Regions from separate parts of the Drosophila melanogaster genome. Here region 1 is linked to region 2. Evidence: chromatin contacts called from public Hi-C data. All regions are on one chromosome and are shown on one strand. The core of a region is the stretch at or near the end of the contact, and the rest is flanking DNA. Distances in the headings are between cores, read along the strand shown. Region 1 holds the start of lncRNA:CR44526 (long non-coding RNA:CR44526). Region 2 holds the start of rhea (rhea,).

The links. Hi-C and Micro-C count contacts between places; a contact is called where the count stands out from the background.
Region 1: a contact with region 2 is called in a Hi-C map of the S2 cell line, with 2.0 times the contacts expected there. A contact is called at or near these places in 8 of 107 Hi-C or Micro-C datasets (the Kc167 cell line, the ML-DmBG3-c2 cell line, the Ras3 cell line and 4 more).

The regions. Positions count from the first base shown.
Region 1 is chr3L:8,691,260-8,693,959 of dm6, forward strand. It overlaps lncRNA:CR44526 (long non-coding RNA:CR44526), which reads left to right and starts at 1,444. Exons shown (of 1, transcript NR_124833.1): 1 at 1,444-1,932.
Region 2 is chr3L:8,543,644-8,546,343 of dm6, forward strand. rhea (rhea,) reads left to right here and starts at 1,358. Exons shown (of 17, transcript NM_001274658.1): 1 at 1,358-1,446.

The DNA.
Region 1 (2,700 bases), core at 194-2,693, 150 kb after region 2:
TTTTGCGGATTGCCCTATTTTTAGATAGGCCACGTGCAGTCTGATATCTTATTCTATTAGCTCACAATTACGACGCCTTTCAGGAGTAACTAAGCACTATATTTTTAGCACAAAGTCATGAAAAGGCCTACATTTTATCTATTCACTTGACCATGAGGCATTTCCTTTATTAGTTTTACAATTGCTCAGCAAACCATCAATTACACATTTCCCTTGATAAGCCCATTAAGTGTTTCCGCAAAACTAAAAATGCTCCATATAAGGTCATCGCATTAGCGATAGTAATTGATAGGCTAGTATCGTGGTAAGATTTTAATTTTAGCACTCACATTCAACCTGGAACGTGGAATATGGTGCTATGGGTGTTATGGGGATATAGCAAGGTATCACCATCCGGAAATGAGTCGAGCCCCAAAAAAAGGAAATTCTTTATAGTTTAACGCGATTAGATTTGCGACCGTTAGACTGTAAGGGATATCGGATGGGGTGGGTGTACCATTGCCCAGACGAATCATGCTGATTGCATGCATCGTACGATCTCTGTACGCTGATTCCAGCTCGAGTTCCGGCAGCCAGCTGCTGACGTCAAAGTCTTTAATCGAAAGTCGAAACGATGTGACCCACATACAAACATTGAAAGCACAAGTGTTGGCCTAGCCCTTAGTTGCTGACTAAAGTCGGCCCGGGCAGCCAGATAAGGCCAGACCATCCGACCGCGGATCCCATGCACCGCACCACGTACTCCTTGACGGGGTGTAAGAAATACACTGAGCAAATTTAGAATGAGCTTTACGCTTATCATAGTGATATATGATTGAGACAGGTCTTCTAATATAGTTTTTCCAGCAATGAGTAATAAGAAACGCAAAGAAGGGAGTTCCCCCTTTTATATATTGTGAGTCGGTTCGTTTTATGTAAATAAATTTCTTATAATAAATGCTATTTTTTTTAATCTCAAACAGGTTTTACAATATCTTTAACCAAGTAAATAATAATATATTTTAAATCAATATAATTGATTTACATTTATTAAGACCGTAGATTCTTATTATTTACTTGTCTATACCCAGTACTTTAAAAACTTTGAATATATACTGTAAACTTATTGATTGTATATTTACTTATTTTCAACACATGGTAAAATGTATTTTCGTATCTTAAAGCAAGAACCTAACAGTTTTTTTCAGTGCACAGTTCGAAGGCGTCTACGTGCGCTGCAATGCGAAGCACGAGCCCCGTCGTTAATTTCACCATTAGCCTCCTCGCACAGTGAACACTCTGATAAGACGCCGGCATGCCGTGCCACACATGCACACACATAAATATATAAAGTAATATATGACTGATTGTCTGCCGAGGCCCAAGACGTCGGTCGTCGTAAACAGCTTATCAGCCGGGCAATGTGGTTACCCGTCGAAAGCGCTGGAACGGCAACCAGATCGGGAACCTGTCACAGACAGCTGCCGAGTCTCCGGCTGGCACATGCAATCACCCGGCGGAGCAAAGTGCGAAGACCGACGTCATCGTGGAACGCTGACGCAACGACCTTGCCAAGCGGCCCACCTCCCGACGCTCCCACCGGCCACCCACCTTAAAGTCCAACGGGCTGTGAGTCACCAGTCGCCATTGATTTCCATTAGATTTCGATTCGATGACTGGCACTCATGCGGATCACAGATTACAGGATGTCGGACGACTTAGTTGGATTTCTGGGAATCTCGAAATCCCACTGAGCAATGCTATGATATTGACTTCGATTGCATTGCGGAACTGACTTGGATTACGATTGGATTACAACACGGAACTTTATGATAATATTTTCCAAAAGCCTTTGGTCCAGATTATTAATGATATCATGTAACTAAATAATCATTGAATATTTCCCCTAGCAAGAACTTACATATATATAATAATTATAAGTCCGACGACTTTAAGTGATTTGTTTTTGATGGATTTGAAAGATACAAAATTAAAACATCGCTCAACTTGCAATACTAAGCCACACAAGCTGAGAGTCCACCGATCGATCATTAGTTCTTCTTGGCCATTAGAAAATCCCTTCTTTATATAACACGATCATCCGATACGATCCGTTGCCTCTTTCATCAGCTTTTTGGCCAGACATGCCCTGGGGTCTCGAATCTACACAGACACCTCATACATTCAAAATCGATATTTTTTAGATGCTGCTCTTTCGAGTCGAGCTTAGTGTTTTTTATTTTTTTTTTTTTTTTTGGTTTTTGCTGGCTTTGTCTTTGGCGCCGTCTAGCTCAAAAATGTCTAAAACTGTCATTAATTAGAATTTGCAGCGTGTCGAGTCTGTGCCATCCGTCGTCGCTTGTCTGGCCGTTTGGCATTAAAATGTTAACCACCAAGGGGCCAAAAAGGGGGACCAGACCGCATCGCGAACGTTTCTGGAATTCCCCCGCCGCAAAAAAAGAAAGCAAGCCACAAGAAAAATTAGCCAACAAGCGTGTGTTTGCCAAAGCCAAGGCAAAAACAACACAAAAAAAAAGAAATAAGAGTTAAAAATAATCATAAATAAAGGTAGGAAAATAAAGCAAATATCGCCTGAGACAAAAACCAGTCGGAGATGCCGTTGGAGACGCCAAATGGTGGCTACGCTCGACAGGGGAGGGTGGGGGGATAGGGGGCCACAGACGGGCCCCACTCTAAGCCACTCTAAGCCAACTGAGCAAC
Region 2 (2,700 bases), core at 108-2,607:
GCAATGACGCAGCAGGAGCACCAGGACACATGTCGATGCGTTCTGCTCATCCATTTCGCTTGCTCCTCCTTGGCCAGCAGTCATAACGGGCGTGTGTGTAAAGCGAGTGTGCCAGTTCCGAGATTTATCGGCCCGAGGGGTGAGTCCATATCTGCACATCCTGCATCTTCTATCTGCGTATCGGTTTGGCAGGCCTCGAATCGCGGGACATCAATGCTCAATGCCCAATGCCCAATGCCGGATGCCCAGAACGACAGGCGTTCGATTGAAATTAATTGAATTTGCGCCCAAGCCACGAACTTGACTTCGTTTCAAGAAATTTCTCAAGCGCGCAGGGGCGGGCATTGTGCACAGAGAGAAATTTTTATATGAAGAATATAGTGTTTTATGTATGAAGGTTTTCTGAAAGTTCGCTTTAAAATGTTTCTCTTGAAATTTCCAATAATTAAATTCAAGTTTGATAGTAGCAAAAGGAATGTTTATCCCCCCCTTTGATAATTTTGCAACTTGTCTTTAATTACTTCTCATTTTTTAAGAGTGTTGCGAAAGAAGGACCGTGGACGCTTGTTTCCTGTTTATGCTCGAGATGTTTTGCAGCATAAATTACGCGTACACATATACCCATGTATTCGCGCATATGATATCCTTGACAAGTCGAGAAAGGAGAAGGGAAAAAAACAGGAACATTAAATTTATTTTTATTTCGCTGCCTTATAGGGAAAGCAACCCCAGTGAAAGGGCCCCCAAAGACGCGCGCTATGTGCGGTCCGTTGACTTTGGCGAAGTCATGAATTCGCTTGCTTATTTTTATGATTTTGGCTAGTTTTTGTTTTTCGGCCCTTAGATTGCTCGTCTATTTTCTGAGGGTTGTAAGTTGCACACTTGGTTGCCCTCCAATCGCCGAAATCAAAACGGAAACGATGATCGTCTCGGAGAAAATTCAGGAAAGCCAGACAAATTTATCAAGTTTGTGTGGGGGTGCGCTTTGGTGGGGCTTGTAACCTTCATTAATCATGTGGATATGTTGTTTTTATAGGATTCGACTACAAATCGCTTAATCTTTAAGCCTTGTTTTAGTTAGACTGCATTAGTTGGGGGTTTTATTTTAAATTTGGCGCTCATGCCTTTACATTTGGGGTGACCCTGCACTTAACAGTCTGCCATTGGCATAACAGCTCTGTGTGCAGACTACTTTTTGCTTGCCGTAGTAATTTCAAATATTATAGAAGTATAGGCAAACTATGATTAGAACTTGTAAATTTATATATTTTTTATTTATTTTGTAATTATGTGACCCAAACGCTAATTGGTTCCGATAGCCGCAATGACTTATCGATAGCTGCTTGACGCACGGTCACACTGTCTTAACTACGGAATATTTTGTAAAGTGTTAGTTTTATTTACTCGATTTTAGCTCTCTTTAAGCCCTTTTCGCCGTGTGTTTCTGTAAGTTAACCAATGTTTAAAACCCCAAGTGCACAAATCAGTTTAAAGCCCCTTTCCCGCGGCATGAAAACGCGTCAAACAAAGCCAGTGGAGATTCAGCTGCGGCCTGGCCAACAAGAACTCATTTCGATTCGTTCGCACATTTTGTTGTTGCCGCCTAGTGGGTGCTCCTCCGGGGTGGAGTCATCATCGTTATCCCTACCCCCAGTTGTTGGCGCCGACTGTCCGGATTTTGGTCTCTCCCACATGTCCCGCACATTTGTTTTTGTCGGTCACGCGAATTCCGCCCTTTTAACCAAGTTTCCAGTGTAACAACAAAAGGGGGCAAAAAAAGGGAACGCCCGCATTTGTATGTTTGTTCGTTTGTTTGCTTGTAAGCATCGTCTACGTTTTATGCTAATTAAAGTGCAACATTTTTTTTTTAGCCAAAGCTGCGAATATAATTCAATTAACGAGAGTCCAACTGCGACTGCCTCGCATTATCAGCACAGCAGTTGGTTTGGTTTGACGGCTTTATCTGAGCAGCTGGATGAGCGTGCAGAATAGCATGGTGTATATGTATATGGGGTACATTCCATACGCGATAAGATAACCCCCGGTTGCTGAAGAAGAAGAAGAAGAAGCGCCGGATTCGCGGGAGTTGGCAATTGCCTTCAATTCTCAAGTTAATTGTGGAGTTAGCTGTGCAACTGCAACCCTCAAAGATCCGAGACGAGGACCCACAAGACTCGTGCCTACATCCCGCTGTCAGTGGCATAGAGATTCACTCTTCCCGGGATCAGGCCCTCAATTGCGTCAATAATTGGACCTAATTGAAGTCAACAGGCTATTATTTTGCCTCCTTTGTTTATGCACGTTTTTGGAAACTGTTGTATTCAATTATTTCAACTGAGATTGAAATTTCTCATGTATTCTGTTTGTGTAAGAGTTTTAAATGCAGATACTTTCCTAAAAAGAGACTGGTCCTGTTTAGATTATAGTATCTATAGAGATTTGAACCCATAAAGATTACGTTAATATTGTTGATTGTTTAGAAGCATTCCTTTTGGGGAATAATCTAGTCCGTCAAAGAGTCATTGATATTATAGATAAGAAATGTTTGGGTCATATAACATCATCAAAACAAAACGTCATTACCAAAACATTTCAAAATACTAATACTTACAACGCTCCAATCGCTTGACTAGCTTAGCCCTTGAAAAGCAGGAGTAATGTCCATTTCTTAGAAAACCCCATGTGACTAAGCGCACTTCC